Linked DNA regions of Sus scrofa: regions 2, 3 and 4 are each linked to region 1. The links are chromatin contacts, called in public Hi-C, HiChIP or PLAC-seq and promoter capture Hi-C maps. All regions are on one chromosome and are shown on one strand. The core of a region is the stretch at or near the end of the contact, and the rest is flanking DNA. Distances in the headings are between cores, read along the strand shown.

Region 1 (2,922 bases), core at 255-2,754:
TTTTTCTCCACACTGGCAGCATTCGGAAGTTCCGGGGCCAGGGAACAAATCCATGCCACAGCATCAACCTGAGCAGCTGCAGTGACAACACTGGATCCCTAACTCGCTGCACCACAAGACAAATCCTATAATAACATACATGAGTTCTGCAGGAACTAAGGCCCCTATTCAGGCAGAGAACCAAGTGATGACGCTGACCCTCCTCACTTCAATCAACCAAGACTTGGACTCTGTTGATCTTTGCCCCAATTCTCCCCTGAATTCTCCTCCACTCAAGCCACTTGAATTATGTACGTACTCTTAGCCTAAAACTTCCCCAATTTTGCTGTTCAGAGAGACAGAGCTGCAGGAAAGATCCCCAGTGTTCTCCTAAATTGCTGCAAGTAATAAATCCTTCTTTGTCCTGATCTTTGGCTTGGTTGTGTCTACTGGCTCAAAGTGAACCCAATTTACATTCTACAGCTGCCATTTCATTATCTCCTACATAATACTTAACCTACTTAACAGGCTCAATATACAGATGTTAAATTTAACTTCCTTTTCACTTTATTTTAAATTTTTAGAATAAAATACTATTCAAAGTCACTGTGTCAGCTCAAATTATTTCCAAATTGAAAAATCAAGATTCTGTACCAGTACTTTTTTCCCTTATTCAACAAAACTTGAATTGTGTCAGATCTGGTGACAGGGAGAGAATGATAAGGCAGGATTCGCACTCTCTAGGAATTCAAAATCTAGTGAAAAGGGATTAGGAAAAGAAGTTTGATTCTACCAAATGTTTTCCCACAGTCAGCAGAGTTTACAGAACCCCTCCCTTTTCACTGTATGCTTGAAGGTCAACATTATCTCTAAAGTAATATACCATAGAGTATGACATTATCACCTCTATTTGAATAGCTACACCCACGTTAAGATAACTCCTTTTGCCCTTTTCCCACTGCATCCCAGCCTCATTTGAGAGGATAAGACAGGTCTGTCTGAGATCTTAGTTTACCTGCTAAGTGGATAAGGAAGATAAGTATACTGATTCAATGTGGGCTACCCGGCTTTTAGTCTGGGCATTTACCAGCTATGTGATCTTGGCTAAGTCACTTAACTTTTCTGTGCCTTAGTTCCTTTATCTTTAAAATAAGTGAGATTAAAATCTGTCTCAGTGCTGATTTGAGAGTTGAGTTAATAATACAATAAAATGCCTAGAACAGTACCTCACACACAAGCACTTTTTTCTTAGTTGCTATTAATATAAGTCAATCTTCCTCACTTGGTGGGCAGAAAAGTGGTGGGTTTTATGTGTTACAAAGCCCTACATGTATTCAGTAACCCAGGCTGAAAAAATAAAGCACCTTTATGGATTTTCAAAAGTAATTATTTGAAAAATTTAGAGGAACTAACCTTCAACAAAATGTGATCCTTCAGTAACAAACTCCAGTAACTGTTCAAAGATTGCAGTAATTGCCTTTTTAGCCAGCACAAAGTGCTTCAGTGGAGAAGCAGTTTCTGCCATTATGCTGAAAATAAAAAGTACAAATTAAACTTGATGATAAAAGACATCTGAATTAAGGGCACTTTCCAGCAACATATTCTCCTTAACAAAACTTCCAAAAAACTTTTTTTTTTTTTCTTTTTTGTCTTTTTTAGGGTCAAACCTGCGGCATTTGGAGGTTTACAGGCTAGGAGTCCCATCAGAACTACAGCTGCTGGCCTACACCACAGCCACAGCCACAGCAGATCCAAGTTGCCTCTGCAACCTACACTACAGCTCGTGGCAACACCAGATCCTTCACCCACTGAAAGAGGCCAGGGATTGAACATGTGTCCTTCATGGATGCCAGTCAGATTAGTCTCCTCTGAGCCACTATAGGAACTCCCCAAAAAACTTTTAGATGACTGTTCTTTGGGGGGGAAAGGTGTTTTAGTCAAAGACTACTTTGGGGTGATATTCCATTAAAATAAATGAACTCTGTTGGCCAAAATCTTGGTTGCAATTTCTACTTTAGCTCCCTTTACTGACAATGAATCTGGCTAAATTCTGATTCTTAACTACATCTGGGAACAGGATGAGTGAGATGAAGCCAAGTTCACAAACACTAAGTTTCTCAACCTGGACCTCTGGTTGGGTGGAGGTGGATATGCAGAGCAAGGAAATGAATTCCAAGATCATAATGCAATACAAACGTTTAAAAAGCAGCAGTTCTCAACACAACAAATAAGGAGGCAAACCTTAAAGCAAGCCATAGTACCAAGAACTTAAAGGAATATAAATTAAAAAAAAATTATGACAGCTTTTCATGAAAAGATACCAAACAAAAGCGATCACAAACCAGTCTGACCCTGGTGTGCATGTGTGTAAAATGGAGCAGAATGTCCGTAAAGAAGGCTGAGCCTTCCAAAGCGTCAATGAAGGAGCCGCGTGAGAAAGTACAGAGAGGGCAACAACCCGGTTCAGCTGGGTGTGAACACCTACCTTAGGAAAGGGCCTTCCCCGCCCTCCACACGGGCCGCGGGAGCTCCGCCAGCAGGGCTCGCAGCCAGACTCTCCGCCGCACCGGGGGCGCGGGCTTCGGGCTCGCGGACTTTGCGGGCCTGACCCGGCCTCTGGCCCCGCTCACGACCCCGCTGGCTCGCTCCTTTCCGCAGGACCGCGGCGGCGCCTCGTCACAGAGCGCCCCGCGCACGACTCCCCGCCCCACAGCCCGGGCCAGAAGAAGGTCACCCCGAGCAGGGAACCCGCAAGTAGCCGAGGCGACAAGCACTCACCCTGTCTCAGGTCCGACTTGTCACCCAGCAACCGCAGCTCGGCCACAGCCCTCAACCCGCCTCATTCTCCCAAGAGAAGGTGGAAGACTGGGAGGAGGCGGGAGGAGAGGCGAGAGGACAGTCACTTCCGGTCTCCTGCCCTCCCCGATTTTGTTTGGCTCCGTA
Region 2 (2,922 bases), core at 198-2,697, 250 kb before region 1:
TAATATCTTAGAGTGGTGTCCAGCACATAAGTGCTCAATAAATGTTAGCTGATTATTCAATTTAATACAGGAATACACTTTTTTTTTTTTTTTTTTTTGGTCTTTTTGCCATTTCTTGGGCTGCTCCTGCAGCATATGGAGGTTCCCAGGCTAGGGGTCGAACTGGAGCCATAGCCACAGCAACACGGGATCCGAGGGGCATCTGCAACCTACACCACAGCTCACGGCAACGCCGGATCCTCAAACCACTGAGCAAGGCCAGGGAGGGAACCAGCAACCTCATGGTTCCTAGTCGGATTCGTTAACCACTGAGCCACCACGGGAACTCCAGGAGTACACTGTTTTTATAAATATTGAGTCACAGTTTTCTCATCTGTAAAGTGAGGGTAATATTATATACTCCCTTTATAGAATCGAAGAGGAAATAAAATATACTGAATACAAAGAATTTGATGTTTCCCCACTATGATTATTCATTCTCCTAGAATTCAACTCACAGTGTCCAAGAGGATCTAAATAACCCCACCCCCCGCAAGAAGGCAATGACTTTTCTAAGACCTAGGAACTTTTTCCTTATGGGTCCCTTCCTAAGATATTAAAAATAATTATTTTATGATTACATTCTATAAAACCATTACGATCCAGGCTGGATTCACCATCACATAATGCATTAACATTCTGGTCCTTTTCTTTCTGATTTTAAAATAAATTTAAGTTAAAACATTTTCGTAGACACCTAAAAATATCATCATGAAGGCACTGTGCCTACCAGATGAGTTAGCCCAGAGCCTCGTCACCTGTCTGTATATTATTACTTAGCATGGGTGGGCTCCTCAGCAACGTGATTTCCCACCTTGTGAGACTGAAATGTAGCCCAGGTGGAACATATAAAGAATCTGGTGCCTGAGAAAGATGGGTCTCAGCCCTGTGCCTTTCTAACCGCAGCTTCATCCTCAAATTAGCACCAACAGATCAGGTGAATGACGAAGTGTCTCACAAATTCTAATTAATAACTTTGACATGATCGATCTAATTCAGGAAATTCTCAGTCTCCTCACACAGCCCATGCTCCTTCTCTCAAGCCGCAAGTCCTCAATTTCTCCCCGCTCCCTCCGGATTCCACCAAGGTGACCCGGGAAAAGTCCTCTGTCTCTCCTGCCGCATTCCCTGACCGCGCTTTCTCCCAAAGCCAGCACTCACCGCCAGTCTTAGGAAAGCCATGGGTGAGGAAACCCCCGAATCCAAACCGTGTGCCAAGGCGGCTGCGGGACAGAGTGGCCACAGCAGTGACTGAAGCCCGCTGCAACAAACTCATTGCCGCCATGGCTACTATGGGCGAGAGAAGGGCGGGGAGGAGTAACGGGAGCCGAGAGTGTCAATTTCCTAACAAGGGCGAAGCCGGAAAATAGCCATGTTGACTGAGGGCAAAGCCAATTTCAGTGCTCGTTATCAGTCCGCGTGAGACACAGGAAGTGACGCCATTGTTGGCGGAAATACAGTTTGCTTACTGATCCGAAAAAAAATGGCTGCAGCCGGTTTGGCTGTGTTCTGTAGAAGAGTCTCGGCCGCCCTGAAGGCGTGTAGGTTGTTAATACGTCCTCAGGCCCCTCCTAGCACAAGGTAAGCGATGTGAGTAGTCTGTCCGCATCTCTAACTTTGGCTCATGTTTGGTTGCTGAGATGCTGAGAATGCTCAAGGATGGAAAGGCCGTTGGGATGGCTGGGCCCAAACCCACCTCTGTCAAGAGTAAGTGACCTTGGAGAAGTCTCCCACGTAAGATATTGCCGTCTTTCTCACACATTTTGTTCCACTTACTGTGGGGGGGGGGGTCTGTAAAAACCCAGTATTTTTAAAATTAAACCTAGAGGTACAGTTTGGCTGGGAGAGGTGGGAAAAACTTCACTGAAGAGCTTTTGGTTATGGAACTGAAAGCTCTGTCACGTTCGGGTGGATTTAAAAAAAAAAAAAAAAGGCGAGTCGGGATGGTGAGGAGTTTGTACTCCCAGAGTCTGTCATAAAGAGATTATTCAGTAAATATTGAGTGAATACATGAAAGTAGCCAAATGAATGGAAAGTCACCCTGCAGGTATTAGAAAAGAATATCCTACATGTGGCGCTCATTTCTAGAAAGACCGCTGTCTTCTGGACAGACCAATCATTTTTAGCGTTAAGGTATATCGTTTCCTCCTTTTTATTAACTTTTTTTTTTTTTTTTTTTTTTTTGCCTCAACCTCTGCACGTAGAATATCCCTGGCCAGGGATGGTACCCGAGCTGCAGTTGTGGTCTGTTCCCCTGTGATCTTTAACCCCCTAAGCCAAAAGGGAACAACTTTTGTTTTTAATGAATTGAATTTTATAAATAGTTGGGCATGTTATTTTTTTTTTTAAAGGAAGTAATGTATGTGCTTTTTTTTATAGAGAGAGTCTTAAAGTTTATTTTGGTAGACTTGCATTTATAGTCACTGGTTTAAAGTAGTTACTTTTCAGAGACGATTCTTTGAAGAAGATGCAAAGATTTCACCCTTTATTTTCAAATATGCATAGTAGTGCCCCAGGAATAAGGACTCTCCATCTTTGCCGGAGAGCAAACAGATCTATAGAATGTAAGCCTAAAATGACTCTTTTATGCACTCTGAAACTGCCAGATGAGGCTGGCTTCTCTCCTGGTTCTCAGACTCAAGGGTGAGGGCTGACCATGTGGTAGTCCTCCGGCATGTATGGGGCAGGGGAGGCTGCAAGCAGCCCCTATCTGGGCCTTGCACCCACCCCTCCTTGGGCTACTTGATCCCATGTTAGGCGTCAATGTGCTGCAGCAGCGAACCCCACCGGACACAATTACTTCTGACTTTGCTCCCTGCACTGTACATGCTGCTAGGAAGACAAGCGCCAAGGAGCACTGACCCAGCATGGCACTTAAGGAAG
Region 3 (2,922 bases), core at 173-2,672, 230 kb after region 1:
GCGGCGCCGAGGGAGAGGAGAGCGGGCGGCACAGCCCCCGCCTCCCGGCCCCTCTCCCCCGCCGCTCCGGAGCTGCCCGGCCGGGCCCGAGCCCTGCTTCGCCGGCGGCCCCAGCCCCAGCGGCCGCAGCGGCAGCAGCCCGAGACCTTAGCGGCCGCAGCGGCGGCACCGGAACTGCCGCTTTCTCCTTCTCGCAGCCTCTCCTCGCTAGCCCCCGCCGCACGCCCCCCCCCCACCCCGTCTCCTTTCTCTGTCACCCCTGTTTTTTTTCCTTTTGTTTCCAGAATAAACTTTATTGGTCTCTTTTTCCGCTCACATCGTGTAAACAAACAACGAACTCTTCCCCACCCCCTCGACTCCCCCCTCCTTGGGTAGAGGAGGGTAAGAGCCGATGAAGGGGCCGAGCCTACTATGCCCCGGAAGCAGATGCGCAAACAAGGGGAAGTGAAATTGCAGAGACCTGGAGAGGGAAATGGGCAAATCGGGTAACAGTGTGCCAATGCGCCTGCGCCTTGGTTTTCTGCCCGAAGTTCGGGTGGTGCTGGAGGGGCTTTTCGGGCCCGCGAGTGTTTAATGCTGTTGTTTATTTGCGGTAGTGAGGCTACTGTGTCATCCTAGGGCGGCATATATGTCCTATATCTGTTTCTACGAGCAGCAGGCAAGTTAGGGTGGAGATAGAAGAAAGAATAATTGGGAGCAAATGAGCCCGTTCACTTTTACGCCCAAAGAGATTTCCTCCCGTTTCGTGGCGAAAGCAGAGGGCGCGGTAGTTAACCACCTATGTCAGCGGCTAACCAAAAGTGAATATCGATACTGGGAAGAAGTCTTTTTACACAACGTTGCTGCGCGTTCTTCTGCCAACGTAAGGTTAAGTTGTAGCCCATCCCAAAAGAGGAATGCCCTGCCACAGCCCTCTGCAATCCTTTGACTCACTCGGGGAGACCTTTTGCAGTGTCCTCCACCCCTCACCCCAAGATTTGAATTAGCTTGTAGGATTCAATTATGACTATTCAAAATACGTCTTTTTTTTTCATGTAGTGCCCACGAGACCTTAGAAAAGCCATTTTGGCTACACATTAGGTTCAAGGTGGTACTTTGGTACGGCGCACCATAGAAGCCTCTTTTTCCCTGAGAGTAAGAGGATCTGTTGCCTTTCGAGATCACTATTGATAAAGGCCCTGTTTTTTGCGTGTTTCCCCCCCTAGTGGTCTTTCATTGTATTGAAAAGGCGTAGGAACAGTGGTAAGAAGACTTAAGTCCTCTAACTAGGGCTCTCCCTTGAATTGTAAGGAGTAGAGGACTTGGAAATAACCGACGGTAGAGATGTTACAGTCCAAGTTGTCATCCAGAGCAAAAAGCTCACCAATAACCAGTTTTTGCTCTAACACCACACGTCCATACCCAGTCGTAAATAAGATCCATTCCTCTCTATGTGGTCATAGTCTCATTTGACTGTATTTCTGTCTTTCCTGTGTTTTCTTTCTTAAGCTCTGGTTTTCATCTCACAATTCAGAGGTCTACGTTTCTAAATGCTTTTCTTGAACCAGTGTTTTTCAGTAGTTTCAGAACACTATGTTACTCCAGAGCAGGGGATTAAAAAAAAAAAAAAGCATAGCATTAAATTACTAGTCAAAGTAAACTTTATGACCACATTTCCCAAATTGTGTTTCCAGGCACAGAGGTTCATGAAATATTAATAGGTAGTCCTAAGTGGGGGAAAATTATAATTTTCCTTCTAAAATTTTTAAGAGAAAAATGCTCATTACATGTTACGATTTTTGTTATGTGATAATCTGTCTTTAAGAAATAAGTGTCACAGCAGAAATTCCCATACTTGGTACTTAAATGTGTGATTATTCAGTGATGCAGGATTAGCATGTACTGCCCAATTCACAGTTTTGATGTATATGGTTTATTTGGTGACCCTTGATCTATCATGTGTTTATCTTGCTTTCAGAAGTATTAGCACTATTGTTCAGTGTTTAGAATATGTTAGGCATCTGTATGACAAAACTCATTGCTCAAAGTCCTGCAGAAGAAGAATGTTTCAAAGGAAAAATTGAAATTGTTATTCCTGGGCTGTAAGTCAAACAAAAAATGCAATACCTCAGAATTAAGGAATTGTTTTCTTAAGAGGTGAAATGTCCAAGATGAAACTATTGTTCCATTCTAACACATTGGAAATATGATAACAGTTACTTGCCTTTGGTTTCATTTCCATTGAAAATAAAGATAACTGTTACTCACATGTGCATTGTGCACCAAAACATCCTCTGACAACATTTACCTCACTACTGAGCTTTGAAGTCATTTGGAAACAAGACTCAACTTGATTATGAAGCAATATACTCCAGATATATAAAATTGCCAAGTTGAGCAGTAAAAAAAAAAACAACACACCAAGGCCTAACAAAAGCGAGCTATCATGTAGCACTTATTAACTCAGTTATGGTCAAAAAACCATATTTTTAAGATTTTAGTTCTTTTCCATTTGTTAAGGTTTGTTTTGCCCCAGAATATCTTGGTAAATGTCCTGTGTACACCTGTAAAAGAACATTTTATGTATATTATTTGGTGGAATGTTCTGTGTTAATTATATTAAGTTGGTTGATAATGTTAGGTCTTCTATATATCCTTACTGGTTTTCTTCAGTAGTTCTATCAGTTTCTGGGAGAGGAACATTGATGTCTCCAACTATAGCTATGGACTTGTCTATTTCTCCTTTTGTTTCTGTATGTTTTTGCTTTATATGTCTTGAAGCTCTGTTGCTGGTGCACTTACGTTTAGAGGATTATGTGTTTTTGATGAATAGACTGTCATTATGTACCATCATTAAGTCACTTGTAATATCCGTGTTCTGAAACCTATTTTTTAAATATTAATGTGGTCATTCCATCTTACTTTGACTAGTATTTGTATGAT
Region 4 (2,922 bases), core at 162-2,661, 190 kb before region 1:
ACTCTCACATTTGAGAAATTAAAACTAAGAACATATACAGGGAAGGAGGGGGTGAGGGTCAGTGTGTCACCTGAGACTCAAGCTTCATTTCAAAACTACTAAGAACTTTAAAAACCTTATTTTCATATCCTACCTATAAAACCTCTTCAGAAACAATATCCTTACTAAACACAACAACAAGACCAACATTTTGGGTTAGGAAATCATATAACTCAGTGCTTCACCTAGGTATCTTGCAAAAAAACGGAGGCTCTAATTCAGTATTTTCTAAAGAGCTTACAAGTGAAGCTGATGCTATTGATCTTTGGCTCATACTTTGAGTAGCAAGTGTAGCATTACCCCCCCTTAACCTTCACAATCATCCCAATGGGTAGGAATTTTCATTCCACAAACGAATCGTCTGAAGTTGGGAAAAGTTAAACAACTTGCCCAAGGCAAAGAGTTTAATAAAAAGTGAGGCTGATATTACAACCCAGGTGGATGTAAGCCCCAGCCCGCGGAAATCTTTCACTATACCGCGCACCCCACTCATTCTTAAATTACCCATATCTCTATACTAACCCTGAGCAGACCCGCCCACGAATAACTCTGGAGAATCCACAGTCAACATATATGCAGGAGTTATTGAAAGGTGAGGCAGCATGAGTGCGGAGCGCGGACGGAGAGGAGGCTGCGTCCGGAGTGGCCGCCACTCCTCCAATCAGTTCCAACCCTCGCGGCTCGCTTTGCCATCTCCCCGACGCCGCGAAAACCCGCGGTCCACACTAGCTAACTGCCGGGACCTCCCAAGTTTAAACACGCAAGCACGCACACCCCAACAGAGCCGACTGCCTGAGAAGAGCCCCTGAGCCGGCCAATCCAGTCGCGGCTCGCCGGGCCGGGCCCCCGAGGGGAGCTGTCCGCCCAGCCCCGGGGCGGCGTGCACCCCCAAAAACCGGTTCCCCGGCGGGCGGAAACTGGAAGAGGCCCCAGGGGGCGGCGACTCCGGGCGCCCGGGGCGATCGTGGAGCCGGGTGGGCTCCGGGGGCGGGCAAAGCGCGGGGCGGGGATGGGGCGGGGAGGCCGGGGTCCCGAGAGGGGGAGACCGGAAGGGCCGCCGGGGAGGGGAGGGGAGGGGAGGGCTGGGGGCGGCGGTTACGAACCCCACACGCTAAAAAGGCGCGCTCTCGAGCAGCCGCACTCACTCACCTCCCCCGTACACCCCGCCGCTCATGGCTGCTGTTGACGCGACTCCTACGCTAAAGGACACCAGGCGAAGCGACCGCAACCGCCGCGACTACAGATCCGGAGACGCTCTAGCCCCCGACCCTCTTAACTTCCACCGCCACCCCCCTCAGGCAACAAAGCGGCGTCCACACACCCCGGAGCGCAGTCACACTTGCTGGCTCCCCTTAGCAGCCAATCACAAGAGGCCCGGCTATATTTCAACCAATAAGAACGAGGCTCTGCCGCGCTCCCCGTCGCGGCACAGCCAGTTTAGCCAATTGAAAACAGCCATGGGGGCGGGGAGAATGGAAAGCGACGGAAGGAGAGGAGTTGAGTTGCGGAACTGGGGGGGGCGGAGCTTCCCGAAAGGGCCCGAGAGTGGGGCGGAGGGAGCGGGAGAGGGAGGAGGCAGGCTGTCGGCAAGAGTATGGGGCCGGACCAGGGGGTGAGGCTGCGCGTGGAGGAGCGGTGGGAATCCGGCAAATCCAGATAAACCTCTAGAAGGGGGTCTGGAATCCTCTCCATGCGATAGTTCCGACGGCTTTGGATATTGGTGAATGAAGAATTTTTTTAAAGCTATTTTCAACGAATTTATGTTGAAAATATTAACGTGCCATGCGCCAGTTTGGGGTAGGGAGAATCTGTAAATCGGACAAACCGATAGGACCGTGAAGTTTTTTAAATGGTTATGAATAGTTGAAAGAAGGGAATGATACAGTATCCCGCTAAATTTAGGTAGCACTTTACAAGTTGTTTTTCAAAGTGTCATAAATTTCTTTTATCCTCTGAGCCAGGTGTAAAGCAATATAGTCAATCCTCCTCCAAGCGATCACCTAATCCTAAATACATCTCCAACCTGTCTATTTCTACTGGTACAGATCACCGTTGTCGCTCCTCTGGATTACTACAATAACTTGTCGCCTTGCCCTTTTAGCCATTTTGCAGGCGGCTTGATTTATGAAAATACCCAAAGCATGGTCATGTCGCTCCAGCTAAAATTCTTAAGATCAGTTGTATGTCTTCATGGTTCTTGGTCTGCCTAGAGTCTAGACATATAGGTACCTCTTATCTTAAGAACAGTTGAATAAAGCCGCATCAGTCTCAGTGCCAGCAGCAAGGCTGAAAGTGATAGTAGGGTGGGGAACAAGGTTAGGGAGAAAACCCTTCCCTATTTACTTAGTGTAATGGCAGTATACCTGATCATTTAGAAATTCCCGTTTACCCAATGAGACAATGCAGAAGTCAGCAAACTATGGCCCCAGGGCCAAATCCAGACTACTTTGTTTTTGTGTGGCTGTTGAGCTATTAATGACTGTTCCAGTTAAAAAAAAATTAATAATTTTAAGAAAAATATTTCGTGACGTGAAAATTATGTAAAATTCACATTTATCTAATGATAAGCTGTTTTACTGGAATATGTTTGTGGCTGCTTTTTTGTCTGAAGGGCAGTGTTGAGTTTTAGTACAGAGGCCATAGCTGGAGGCTATATTTACTATTGGATCACTTATAGGGAGAGTTTCCTGACCCCAGTGACAATGCATGTAACACATCTAACACATCTAGTACCATGCACAAAGTACTCTGGGTTAACTGTGGCCCCATGATTACAGTTCTCACTGCAGATACATACATACATACTGTAAATAAAATTCTGTCTCCACTCTGTTTTTATGTTGTGTTTAATAAAGCCGATGAGTTATAAAATAAGATATATGG

Evidence for each region. Promoter capture Hi-C pulls out the DNA fragments that hold promoters and counts their contacts. Hi-C and Micro-C count contacts between places; a contact is called where the count stands out from the background. HiChIP or PLAC-seq counts read pairs in DNA pulled down with a chosen protein or histone mark.
Region 2: a contact with region 1 is called in a Hi-C map of liver, with 2.9 times the contacts expected there. The contact joins the promoter of NDUFB5 here to the promoter of MFN1 in region 1. A contact is called at or near these places in 1 of 5 promoter capture datasets (liver), 7 of 47 Hi-C or Micro-C datasets (alveolar macrophages, heart right ventricle, liver and 1 more) and 2 of 2 datasets of contacts at active chromatin or transcription factors (alveolar macrophages and skeletal muscle).
Region 3: a promoter capture Hi-C map of liver shows a contact between it and region 1, with 5 times the contacts expected there. The contact joins the promoter of LOC110256340 here to the promoter of MFN1 in region 1. A contact is called at or near these places in 1 of 5 promoter capture datasets (liver), 2 of 47 Hi-C or Micro-C datasets (heart right ventricle and liver) and 1 of 2 datasets of contacts at active chromatin or transcription factors (alveolar macrophages).
Region 4: a contact with region 1 is called in an H3K27ac HiChIP or PLAC-seq map of alveolar macrophages. The contact joins the promoter of ACTL6A here to the promoter of MFN1 in region 1. A contact is called at or near these places in 3 of 5 promoter capture datasets (fetal liver, fetal skeletal muscle and liver), 4 of 47 Hi-C or Micro-C datasets (blood, fetal heart ventricle, heart right ventricle and 1 more) and 2 of 2 datasets of contacts at active chromatin or transcription factors (alveolar macrophages and skeletal muscle).

What each region holds. Positions count from the first base shown.
Region 1 is chr13:117,404,619-117,407,540 of Sscrofa11.1, reverse strand. It overlaps MFN1 (mitofusin 1), which reads right to left and starts at 1,504. Exons shown (of 17, transcript NM_001315732.1): 1 at 1,393-1,504. The coding sequence starts at 1,504.
Region 2 is chr13:117,654,936-117,657,857 of Sscrofa11.1, reverse strand. NDUFB5 (NADH dehydrogenase [ubiquinone] 1 beta subcomplex subunit 5, mitochondrial) reads right to left here and starts at 1,447. Exons shown (of 6, transcript XM_003132546.2): 1 at 1,201-1,447. The coding sequence starts at 1,324. It overlaps MRPL47 (39S ribosomal protein L47, mitochondrial), which reads left to right and starts at 1,470. Exons shown (of 7, transcript XM_003132547.4): 1 at 1,470-1,620. The coding sequence starts at 1,523.
Region 3 is chr13:117,177,837-117,180,758 of Sscrofa11.1, reverse strand. It overlaps LOC110256340, which reads right to left and starts at 1,422. Exons shown (of 3, transcript XM_021069818.1): 1 at 1,402-1,422; 2 at 1-614. The coding sequence starts at 1,422.
Region 4 is chr13:117,596,904-117,599,825 of Sscrofa11.1, reverse strand. It overlaps ACTL6A (actin-like protein 6A), which reads right to left and starts at 1,411. Exons shown (of 14, transcript XM_003132545.5): 1 at 1,189-1,411. The coding sequence starts at 1,213.